Regions from separate parts of the Hordeum vulgare genome. Here region 2 is linked to region 1. Evidence: chromatin contacts called from public Hi-C data. All regions are on one chromosome and are shown on one strand. Each heading gives the region's core, a stretch centred on a gene start, on an enhancer-like site or on the middle of the called end of the contact. The rest is flanking DNA. Distances are from core to core; before and after follow the strand shown.

Region 1 (6,496 bases), core at 3,114-5,613:
TTTTATGATTTACAGAATATAAATAAAAGCATAAAGAGATATGGAAAATATCGAAACAAACCAGAAATCAGAGGGAAGCGAACATGGGACTTCCTAAGCCAACTAAGCCAACTGGCGCTCGCTGCATCGCCTTCATGGGCCGACCCATGACGCGCAACGCAAGCGCAAAAGTCCTAAAGAAAATGATTGCGTCTTTGAAGACTCCAACTCAGATCCTCTCACTGCCACATCTTCTCTAGAACTAGAAGCTATTAGTAATCAACCGAACCTCGAAAACTTTTAAAACTACTCTAGCCGCGTTGTTCCAAAAACTGGAAGTTCACAGATTTTTTAAAAGTTCATGATTTTTTCCTTCAAAAAAGCCTCACATATTCCAGAAACAAAATCACGAATATTGAAAATTCTTCAATTTGAGAATAAAATTTCACACATTTTCAAAAAGATCTCTAATTTAAGAAAAGTTTGAAAAAAGTTAACAGATTTGAAAATTTTCACAAGATCCAAATAAGTTCACCAATTTTTTTAAAAGTTCATGAATCTTTAAAAAGTTTCATCAAATTCGAAAAAAGTTCATCCATTTTTTAAAATTGTTCATCAAATTTGAAAAAAGTTTAACGGGTTTAAAAAAAAGTTCATCGTTTTTCTGAAAGTTCATCAAATCTGAAAAGGATTTAAATTTTTTGAAAAACTTCGGTGGAATTTTTCTAAACATTTCAAACAAAATTCAAAAAAAGTTCATTGTATTCGAAAAAGTTTCACCAAATTTAGAAAAGCTCATCAAGTTTGAAAATAGTTAACCATTTCGAAGAAAAAATAAAAAGTCAAAGGGAAAAAATCATCAATCTTGAAAAAAGTTCATCGGATTTTCTAAAAAAAGTTCATTAAATTTTAAAGAAGGTCACTGAACTTGGAAAAAGTTCATCAAATTTTGAATATTTTGGACGGATTAAAAAAGTTCATTAAATTTTAAAGAAAGAAGGAAAATTAAAAAGAAAAGAAAACAAAAACAGAAAAAAGGAAAAATGAAAAAAGAAGAAACAGAGGAAACGTTGATAAGGTAAAATGACGTGCGTGAAGACATCAAGGCTTCGTGTATTTAAAATGGAGAGGCGGACGTAAATGGGCCGAGCTCAGCTAATATGGCTGCAGGCGCCGGTTAGCTGCGCCTGCAGCACTAAATAGGAAATGCCAGCGAACATAGCAGCGTCCCATGCGTCTACATTTCTTTGGCTGGCCCATTTAGGGAGCGCTGCAGGCGATGATCCGCCAATGAAACGCGGAAAATCCTATTCGCCACTCGTTGCGGCGAATTGCCCAGGCTTCGCACTTCCAGCATTGCCCAGCTGGTTTTGGGGACATTCTAGATTTTTTTCACCCTGTTTTTTCTAGTTTTATAAACTTTTTAGAAGATTTCTTGATCCGAGTTATTATTATTTTTTTTTTGTTTCTTTTTTTCTGTTTATGTTTCAAAAATGTTCTGGATTTTCAGAAAATGTTTCGGAATTTGAAATTATGTTCTGGAATTTGAAAAAGTTTTATAAATTGAAAAAATGTTCTGGAATTTGGAAAAATGTGAGAAATTTAAATAACTATTCCAGAATTTGAAAAATGTTCCGGAATTTTAGAAAATGTTCGAAAATTTAACAAAATGTTCTGTAATTTGAAACAATGTTCTGGAATTTCAAAAAATGTTTCCAAATTTGAAAAATGTTCCAGAATTTGAAAGAATGTTCTGGAATTCTTATCAAAATGTTTCGGAATTTTTCCAAAAAATGTTCTGTAATTTGAAAAATATTTCGGAATTTGAAAAAATGTTCTGTAATTTGAAAAACAATAAGCTCGGACAACCCAGTTGGGGGCAAGCCTAAGATGGGCAGGCCCAGTACGAACGCAATCGTTACATCATGGGCCGGCCCAGTCTGGATTCACTGCATGCGTCAGATGCCTATTTGACGCAAAATGTATGAAATAGGAGGTCCCGTGAAACGCCACCTATTTCTCACATTGTCCCAACAAACAAAAAGACTATTTAACGCATAGTCAAATTGGATTTGGCCGCAATGTCTATAGGGTGGCGACAATGGAGGACGAGCAAGACAAATTTTCTTAAGCAAAAACTTACAACACAAATGGGTTAGGCTGTCTCCATTAACATGTGTATTTATAAACTTATCCGCCAAAAAAAAAGCTTATTTATAAACTTGTAAATCTGGGTTCTTTTTGCTGGTGTAAATCTGGATTTCTAACGTACGAGAGTGGTCAGTAGTGATGATGTGCATGTGTGGATATATGTATTGTATATGGATCGACTATATGTGGCGTATACCAGTTGGAGGTGGTCATCTCTAAGAATCCGTTTTCACTCCACATAGAATTGGCTCTATTGGAGGACGTACGTCGGTTGCTCTATTCCCTTCTGCTAGCGCTCCCCCTTCATGGATTGATTGGAGGTGATGTACGAGGTGTAGAATAGAAGGTATAGATGTATCAAGTTTCGTTTTTTTAAGTTTTTACAACTCTTTTGTGTCCATTAATATTTTAGCAAAAAAGTTTATGTAGTTTGAAAAATAGTTATATAAAAAACACAAAATATTCATGCACTTCTAAACAAGTGTTCGGGTATTATCGCTAAAAAAAGAAACTGAAAATAAAACTAAAAAATGGAAAGCTAAAAAGATAAAAATGAAGATGGAAAATGTAAATAAAAAACAAAAGGAAAATAAACAGAATAAAATAAAAAAGGGAAAATATATAAAAATCAAAGAAGCTAAAGATAAAATGCTAAAAAGTTTATGGATTTTGAAAAATATTCATTTTATAGTATTAATAAATTTAGAAAATTCATGCACTTCAATATAATGTTCACATATTATTGCTCAAGGAAAGGGTCTAAAAAATAAAATCATAAAAAGGAAAACATGTAAATAGTTATTACTTACCAACCGTTATGCACGACCGGAGTGGCTCCACCCTATTAGATCTCCTGCTTATGATGATATTCTAATAGAGCCTCCGGTATCAGAGCCGAGACAGTGATGGGTTCTCCACCCATACGGGGATGGAGCAACAGAAGTATGAAAAAAAGATAAGATAACGGTGAGACGAGTCATTTAAATAGGTGTCAAGTGGAGTGGAATGATGTGTGCATCCGAGGCACCCTAACAAACAAACGATTTGACCCTTGTTCCTACACGGCCTGATCAAATCGATCAGGCATTTGTCATCTATCTTCATTGTTCAACTCTTTGATGAAAAGATTAAAAAACCAAAAGAAAGTAATGCCCTTCCATCTCGATAGATAGAGAGGGAGGGGAGAGGCCTTTGGTGTCATTTTCACTTAAGAATTGGGGCTTCACAATCACTAGCCAATATTTATCTCATGTCTTTCCTCGTTCATGTTCGATATGGTGGTGTTCTAGGCATAGAGGAACCACACCAATCCATTCCGAATTTGGTGCAGTTGCTTATTAGGGCTCTTGGAAAGATAGGAATTATTTTTGAGACACTTTTTTAGGAAAACACACTAGATTTTATTGCTCGATGGAACCATTTAAAGGGATGATATTGGTGTCATTGGGCTCACCCAACCAAGTATGCCCACCCTGCCCTAATGAGAATGAAACTCTATGTAGATTGTGTGCTTCTTTGTTCAAACTTTTAAATTATAGGACGATATGATCGATATATAAACTGATATATTAGTTTTAGGGATCTATCGATATAAAAATAATATATCATTTTGCAATCATTTTCACACGTATCATCGTATATGGACCGAAATATTGACCGATATGGATGATATCTAACCCGATATAACCACTGCTATAGACTGAAAAATCAATGAACACAATTATTTATCAAAAACTAGTGATCTTTTTTCTAAGTATTTAGAACTTCATCTTATTATTAGAGTCATGCATAATGTTTCATAGAACACATATGTAACGTATTGTTCTTGAACTTAGAGTGAGGATTTATTTAATCTATCTTAAATAGTTCATCAATTCACAAGGTCAAAAAATGAAAAACTAAATTTGTTATGCTAGGATGTTGACACCATGCATTTGTTTTTACTAAAAATATATTTTTGAACAAGAATATAAGAATAAATCCAGATACATTTCCCTCGATATATCACCGATATCCGACATCTGAAATGTACAAGCCAAACCCGATATACGATATTTTGAACCTCGTGTCTGTTACAAGTTCTACTTTTGAAAACAAAATTACAAGAAAGCATGAATTCTTTATTTATTTGGATTTGATCTTGAGGAAAAGATGGCGGCCCAGCCCAGCCCAGCCCAGAAAGATATGTGCCCGAGCCGAGGCGTCCCGAGCGAGGGGAGCACCTATGTGTCGCTTACTGCAGCAACCGGTCAGGGGTCCGTATAGGGCATCCCCCGACAGGGCCGGCCCAGCGGGTTTATGGGACTGTAATGACTTTTTCTTTTTCCGTTTTTCTGTTATTTATTTAGTTTTCTATTTAATATTAATTCCTTTTCCTTCTCTTTCTTGTTCTTCAAAATTTCAAATAAGTTTAGAAGCTCAAAAAATGTTATTATGATTATTTTTATTCAAAAATTCTAAAACATTTGCAATATTCATCTTTTAGAAAGTATTCATAACTTCAAAAAAGGTTCGGGATTTAAAAAATATGTTGTGTTTACAACTTTGTTTGGGAGTTTCATAAGATCTTTTCATGATTTTCAATTATGAACAAGATTTAAGAAATAAATTTATTTTTTAAATTCCTGGACGCTTTTTTAAAAATCATGAACAAATTTTGAGAATGAGACTTTTTTTAGGCACGAATATCTTATGAAAATCGTGAAGAAACTTTCAAAGTGAGAACAATTTGTGGAACACAAATATTTTTCTGGAATCATGATTTTTTTCTTGAAAAAAAACAATCCTTTAAATCCCTGTTTTTTTTCAAAGCACGGACATTTTTTCTAAAATCATGCAGTTTTTTTAATACAAGAACAATTTCGAAACATGATTTTTTTTAAATATAAACACGTTTTGAAAGCAAGTATATTTTTTGCAATTCCTGATTATTTTTTGAAGCACGAATATATAAATGAAAATTGTGAAAAAAAATGAACACGAGAACAATTTTTGAAATTCAGGACAAAAACTTGAAAAGGTCAAACCAAAGGTATAGAAAAATGAAATAAGAAAAAGGAAAGGAAAACTAAAACGAAACCAAGAACATTTTTTGGTGATCCGAAATATTTTCGGAAAATTCCAAACATTTTTTGACGTTATGTAGTTTTGGAAAAATAACAATTATTTGAAATTTAGAACATTTTTTTAAAAGCAATAACATTTGTCGAATTTTAAGAACATTTTCGAACATGAACTTAGTTTTAGAAAGATAAATAACCTTGAAAAAAAAGAAAAAGAAAACAAACGAGAAAGAAAGAAAGAAACATAAACAGAAAAATAAAGAAAGAAACAAAAAAAGGGTAAAAAATGGCTCAAGGAACCTCCTAGAAGGTTCCCAAACCGGCTAGCTAAGTGAAACCGGGCCTACCCGTTGCGTCGTTGCTCGGTCGCTCGTATGTGCAAAGCGTCGGTAGTTTGACGCAATGAGCGGCGAATAGGACATGTGCCCAAGCCGAGGCGACCTGAGCGAGTCCAGTGTAGTGTGGTCGGTCGGGTCACCGTCCTCCCTTCTTTGACGATGGCTGGTGACGGCCGCATCCCGCCTCTCTAAGCCCACCGGAATCCAGTGTAGCATGGTTGCCTACGGAGGGGCATGGCCGCATCCCTCGCCGACAAGGAAGCTGAACCCCTCTTCCTCCTCTGCAGTAGCCGCGACATTCCCTTCGCCGTCACTCGTCGACCACCTCTTCTTCTCGCCTCCGTCCGTCCCGCCCCCAAGGTTTAATTGATGAAATTGGTAATTGAAATTTGCTTCTGGCTTCCTTTTGTTCTGTCGAATCAAGGGGTTTCATTGCTGTTTTCTAGCAGGGGGGGCGGGGGGGGGGGGGGGGGGGTTCATTGCTACAATCGATCCATAATCTGCTTCTGGTTTGCAATTGCAGGCAGGCAGGCAGCAGCTCCCTTGTGGTTGATCATCTACAACAAGAAACAAACAATGCTGGTAAACATTCTTGGGATCCGTATTTTAGGGGTATTTTATGGTCTGTATTTGATGAAAAAGGTCGCTGTTTTTCATTGTTTCTCTTCTATCTACCGTGACTGTGATGCATGCAGCTGGCCTAGCTAGCAACTGGTTTGCTAGTACGCACTAGAAAAATAGGAATTGTATCCTTGCATAAATAAATAAATATATTTGTTGGTTGTGGCAATGCACAAGCATAAGAATTACAGCTTCTTTTTCCTGCAGCTTAAATGGCTTCCATATTTCGTTGGCTCTTCATATAATTTTACAGTCAGTGTCAGGGTCCCTGCAGTTTTCAGTTCAGAAGAAAGCATAGTGCTTCTTCTGCTTAGATGTTCAATGTGTAGCAAGAAAATGAATCTT
Region 2 (6,699 bases), core at 2,581-5,080, 97 kb after region 1:
GTAAAGCCGCAAATTTGTGGATGAATTTTGCCAGTTATACGATTGCCAGCAAGATTCAGGACTTTCAAGGAAGACATATTCCACAATGACGTATCAAGTTTGCCAGATAACTCGTTGTCATGCAAATCAATAACCATTAAAGTCCCTCCTGACAGATCACAACGCACCGCCCCTTCGAATTTGTTACCATCCAGGTACAGTTCCGACATAATGGACAGGTTATTCATTCCACCAAAAATCAGACCACCAAGCTTGTTGTTTGAGACCTTTAAGCTCAGTAGAATGGGATAATTAGTGAACACACAAGCTGGAACTTCACCAGAAAATTTGTTGTTTGATAGGTCTAAAAGCGTCATGCAATTGATCTCGCACAATGAAGTAGGTATGTGGCCAAAGAAGTTGTTACTAGAAAAATCCAGAATCAGCAACCTTGGAAACATTAAACTGATGTTGGCTGGCAGCTGTCCTGTGACATGGTTCATGTGTAAGTTGATAACCTGGAGAAAAGACTGGGTGTGCCATATTGGGTCTAGCGATCCAGTTAGCGAGTTATTTCCAAGATATAGTTCATGTAGTGTTGCTTCCTTTGTAAACAACCAATTCGGCATGCTAGCTGACAAGTTATTATTGGACAAATCAAGCACCTCCAAATGATGTTGTGTGTCTAAAAAATGTGGTTCCGCAATAATGCTCTTGTCAAGATCACAACCAGAGAGCAATAATTGTTTCAGTTGGAAAGGAGGTGTCCATTCAGGAATGTTTACATGGACAACTAGGTTAGCATTGCCTGAAAGGTCTATCTCTTCTAGTTTTATGAGGTCTGCAAGCCAAATGAAAGAAAATCTACCACTCAATTTGTTCTGCGACAATCGAAGACTCTTAAGTGACAGTGAAAGATTCGAAGATTGATTTATAGGAATTGGTCCGCTGAAGAAGTTTGATGAGAGATTCAACAGTTCAATATGTGGTAGAGAAAACAATAATGATGGAATGTTTCCAATTAATTGATTGGAACTCAAAGACAATTCTCGCAGGTTCTGGAGATTTTGAAATGCGAATGTTGGAATGTTTCCGCTGAATTGGTTGTGACTCAAATACAACTGCCGTAGGTTCCGGAGATTTTGAAATGCGAATGTTGGAATGTTTCCGCTGAATTGGTTGTTACTCAAATACAACTGCCGTAGGTTCCGGAGATTTTCAAATGCTGTGAATATAGGAAAATCACACAACAATTAGAAACAGTGGAAACCTTTTTCAATGATATAAGCAGAAAATGCTCATTATTTACCTCCTTCAGTCGGAAGAGCTCCACTCATGTTATTACCATCAAAATGTAGGACTTCAAGTGGAATTTGCTCCAAAGAAAAATTAATAGGGAAACCTCCCTCAAAATGATTTGATGAGAGATCTAGGAACTTCAGATAAGGAAGTCCAAGTATTGACACAGGGAGAAATCCACTGAATAGGTTGCCACCCAAATTCAAGTTTCTGATGTTCTTAAAGGCTGTGATGCATGCAAGTAGTATAATTATTACAGGTGCCATGAACAGAAAGTATGAAACATGAAGTCATGAAGTTCCTTTTTGGAATATAAGTAAATTCCTTTTAGTTTACCTGTAATCGGGAGAATTCCAGTGAGGTGATTACTGCTGAGATCTAAGACTTCAAGGGAAATTGGCCGCGAGGACGAACTTATTGGAATATACCCATCAAAGATATTGTTTGAGAGATCTAAAATCTTTAGGTGAGGAAGTGCAAATAGCGATGCCGGGAGGTTTCCGCTGAGGCCACTCATAGACATATTCAGTTCTCGCAAGTTTCGAAGATTATTGAAAGCTGCAAAGGAGTAGGGATGCAAGAAGGTTAAGGATATATGAAATGTCAACCTTGATCTCAGTACCTACTATAAGCAGTACACTTCTACACCTGCCTCTGGAAGAGCCCCGGTCAGGTTGTTAAGGTTGAGAGCTAAGACTTCCAGTGAAACAAATGCCCCGATAAATTCCAGGAAACCCCCTCCCAACGCAATGCCACTGAGGTCAAGATAACGAAGCCTGGGTAGTCCAACTAACCCTGCATGTGTTTTTGTTACAGCTATAAGAATAAGAAATGACAACACATGTGTATTGTTCTCAGAGAGAGTTTGTAGCCCAAACGCAACCTTCGAAGCTTAGCGAGCAGCCGTAATTGAATGATAGATCTAGGGACTGAAGCTCGTGGAATGCAGAAAACACCGACAAGTTTAAATACCAATAATAACCAGCATCTGTTGGTGCATATATAAGGGAAAGGTCGAGATGGGTCACTCGTCGGGTGCTATTGTTGCATGTCACAGTCTTCCACGAGCAGCATTCATCATCATCGTGCCCCCATAGATCAGGCGAAACCATGGAGTGTGCTCTCCTCAGGGAAGACCGGATGTCCATCAGCACAGCCCTCTCCTCCATGGAGCAGGCAGAGGACAACTGAACCATGGTCTGTAATAACAGAAATGTGACCAGAGGCAATGATCCCCATGGGAAGCATATAGTAGTACCCATATCTCTGGTAATGTGCTTTCCCTTCCCCTGACTGCGTACATATATACAAACACTTAGGCTGGGCTGTAGTGGCTAGCCTTAGAGGGAAAGATGATGAGTGATTTGACTGTTGTACTCGTCAGCTAAATTTGACTAGGAGTGCAACCTCGCACTCACAGTCAGTCAGTTTACTTGGACCAAGACTTTCGATCATCATCAACAGATTCCCCACCAAAAGATAATCATCATCCACAGAAAATCTTGTCGAAAATAATATTTCAAAGCATTCTTAAGATACCTCGAAACAGGCTTTCATCCCACTTTATTTATAAATAAACGCCAAATGACATACCAAGTGGTGAGGAAATCCTCATACAGATGACTGCATACACTTGGAGGGACGAAAGATGGTGACAGCTGATTTATATACACTTAGGTTGGGCTGTAGTGGCTAGACCTTAGAGGGACGAAAGATGGTGACAGCTGATTTTAGGGTTGTGCCGACATGCAGTTTTCATCCACTAAGTTTGACTAGGAGTGGGACCTAGCACACACAGTCAGTTTACTTGGACCAATACTTCACTCATCAATCATCACTCATAGATTTTCCCTGGAAAAAAAGTCATCGTCCATAGATTCCCCCCACCACTCCCCATGGCAAAAATAATTATCATCCACAGAAAATGTGGTTGAAATTTCTTAGAAAGCATTCGGCAGTTGGATGCCCAAAATCAGTCACAGAGAGCATTAGTTGCCGACTAAGGCATTTTCAAGTTATAACATCATCATATGGGGGCTAAGACAGTCAGGCACACACACATGATCCTTGAGATGACTACCAGGCTCAGGAAATGATATAATTACGAAGTGAGACAACCTGAGTAAGGGATATCTAAGGAGTACTACTGTACTTAGTACCAAATTCACAAACCGAATCGGAGATTTAGAAGAAATCAAACAGGATGCACCTTGAAATAGGAACCGAGGAGAGATGGGTCAAGGAGCACATGACCACAGCCGACGGGAGCGCTCCTCCACAGTTGCGGCTCGCCGCTGATTCGACAGGCATCGCCGCCATGGCTGAGACCTGAGAGGAAGACCGAGCGCCGTCATCCGCCACCCTAGCCTCCCGCGAGCAGCCGCCGACGTGCCGGCCGCTGAGGAAGGCGCGCGTGGGTTGCTGGCCCAGTGTCCTGCCCAGGGATTTCGCACTGCTGCAGGCGCTTGCGTCCGGTCGCCGGCGACGGCAGAAAGTGAACCCCTCCGCCGCAGTGCATTTTTCTTTTTCTCTTCTTGAGGGAACCTCCGCCGCATTGCGTGGGTCGACAACGAGGCCCCATGGATTATTATTTCATGGGCTTCTTTTTAGCTTATGGTACTGATGGGCCTCTTCCGCCGTTGAGCCCTTACTGCTACCTTTCTGATGTTTGCTTAGCCGCTCAACACGCGCAGCGACAATTTTTCGCCTTAAGCGACACAAGTTGCAGCTCTCGCTTAAGTTCTTTTTTTCCCACACACTATGGTCGGTTTTTTTCACCTCATAATTCTTTAGAATCATAATTTTGGAAAACTGTCCGTAGATTCGTCTGACCACAGAATTGTATGTCCAATTCTTTTGTGTGATTCTAGCATATAATTGTTGTATGAGTTGTGTGTTGAAATGTCTCAAACGTCCCTAGATTGAAATGATTGATGAATTGCAAACACTGGATTATTTCTAATAGTTTATGTCTAATATGAAAACAAAAACGAGCTGCAAATCTTGGAAGTGGCGGCCTGACAGGAAGGAGAGGAGGAGAAGGGGCGGACAGTCTGGGGCGGCAGCATAGGAGCTTCCCGCCGGCGGATAGTGCGAGGCCGAGGCGGGGATCTGGGGCGACGGAGTAGGGTGGCGGCCGCCGTCGAGAAGTGGCGGCCCGACGGGAAGGAGAGGAGGAGAAGGGGCGGCCGGTCAGAGGCGGCGGCGTAGGAGCCTCTCGCTAGCGGATCTGACGAGGCCAAGGCCGGGGTCTGGGACGGCGGAGTAGGGTGGCGGTCGTCGACGGATTGCGGCTGCAACCCTAGCTAGAGTGATAATTTAGACGCAATTTGGTTGTCCGATAGGGATAACAGTTTAAAATGAAAGGTTTTCTTTTGAAGGATTGGTTAGAATTACGAGAATTGTCAAGTTTTCATAATTCTGAAATGCACTACTGATTCGACTCCTAGGAAAGAAACGAGATCTTTTACGATTATAATTTTTTAGATAGTAATTATTCAATATTAAGTCAAAAAACTGACCCCAATAGTAGTAATAAGAATGCGAGAAGGGAGAGTCGAACCGTGGTATCCACGCAAATCGCGCGCACCACGCCCAAGTTCGTTTCATGGATAAGAACTAGGGGCGTGTCTTCCTTAAAGCTCTTGAACGATTTTCTTCAGGATTTTTTTTACTTTTTTGGGTTTTTTTTCCTTTTCTTTTCTCTTCTCCATTTTTTGCATATTTTTTCATTTTTATTTATTTTCTTTTTTCTTCTTCAATTCTTTTTTCTTATCCAATTTTTTTTGGTTCTTTCTTCTTCTTCATTTTTGTTTTTTTCTTATGCTTGTTTTTCGTATATGTCAAAAACATGTTTTTATTAAGTGTGCCATTTTTTTATACACGTTCAACATTGTCTGACCGTTTATTCAACATTTTTTTTAAATATTTGTTCAACATTTGTGAAATCCATCTTAATACTTATTCAACATTAGCAAATACTTGTTCAACATTTTCAAATACTTGTTCAACATAATGCAAATACTTGTTCAACATTTTTGTATACATGATCTACATTTTTCTAAATACTTGTTCAACATTTTTGAATACATGATCTACATTTTTTTTAAATACTTGTTCAACATTTTTCAAATACTTGTTTAACAGTTTTTCAAATACTTGTTTACCATTATTTAAATACATGTTCAATAGTTTCTAAATACTTGTTCAACATTATTTAAATATATTTTCAATATATTCATAGTTGTACATCCAATTCCAGTGAAGACACCTACATAAACCATAATTCCTTGCACTACATCCAATTGTAGCAAGATTACTTTGCGGTCTATGCTCGACCTCTCAATTTGCTTTTAAATATCGAGAAATTAAATAACATCTTCTTGGATATGATACCAATTTGCATTGCCTATATGAAATTTAAGCAGAGAGAAAAGGGATAAGATCTTCTTTTACGTCATATATAAGTCATACTGTTAATATGACTACTACATTAACATCCTTCCCTTGAAACATCAACACAACCTGTCTTTTGGGTTACCCGGATGCGGCACACCTGACCGTTGTCCGAGTCGTACTGGCGCACACTGCTACTTCGAGCACCATCTATGTGCCCCGCACCGAGACGTTTTGTGTTGCCGCCTGCCACGCCATTTAGTCTGTTGGGCACCGTTATTGCCGCCACCACCAAGGGCCTTACTCTGATGAGGCAGAGTTTCGTCGGTGTTCAAATGGAATTACAGTGAGGATAAAACGCGAGAGATAGGACCAGGGATGGTGGCGACACCGTGCGAGGCATATGGTGATGGGAGGAGGCGGCTCACACGAGTTAACCTAACCATCGATTGAGAATTAGGAAGACAAAAAAACAATAGATAGAAAGTTTTTGATTTGGTAAGAAAGGTTGTGCGAGGAAAAGAACCAACCTATTGACTCAGCTGTTTTTTCTCCGTTGTGATTTTTTTTCTTCCGAAATTCGATTCACAAATAAAAGTCGTTTGGAGGGAGAATGTGTAAGAGGTTGGGAGGGTGTATGTGGAAATGAGAGCGAATAAACGATGTACAAACTTCTGCTTTAAAAGTAGAGATATATAAATTATATGTCCAAACTATTCAGTTCAAACTGATGGTACATTAGTTTATCAATGTTAATCTTGCCCCTATCTTACACAACCGTTTTTTCTTTTCTTTGTAATAAACTTTTACATTTTTTTTATCGACGGACAATCTTAACGAGTATATTTTTCTATTACATAGTTAAGGACACAATAATGTTACTACCTATTAATATAATATTGTTTTTATACAAAATTAATGAGTATTATTAAAAACAATACGGTATGCTAAGCTGAATCATACTTCCTGGGAAAAAATATTGTTATAGTTTTATTTGTTTTCCTGATAAATAAAATAAATACAAGA

The links. A called contact is a pair of places that touch in the nucleus more often than the background predicts.
Region 2: a contact with region 1 is called in a Hi-C map of leaf, with 4 times the contacts expected there. The contact joins the promoter of LOC123428159 here to the enhancer-like site in region 1. A contact is called at or near these places in 2 of 6 Hi-C or Micro-C datasets (leaf and seedling).

What each region holds. Positions count from the first base shown.
Region 1 is chr2H:636,161,813-636,168,308 of MorexV3_pseudomolecules_assembly, forward strand. No RefSeq gene overlaps it. Among protein-coding and RNA genes, the nearest start is that of LOC123428157, 20 kb to the right of the region's middle. Within about 2 kb of position 4,364, at least 3 of the 3 cell types and tissues checked have open chromatin away from gene starts, as enhancers often do. A contact at or near this core is called in leaf and seedling, where this site is marked.
Region 2 is chr2H:636,259,436-636,266,134 of MorexV3_pseudomolecules_assembly, forward strand. It overlaps LOC123428159 (receptor-like protein 15), which reads right to left and starts at 3,831. Exons shown (of 5, transcript XM_045112328.1): 1 at 2,162-3,831; 2 at 1,927-2,073; 3 at 1,615-1,836; 4 at 1,289-1,504; 5 at 1-1,204. The coding sequence starts at 2,540.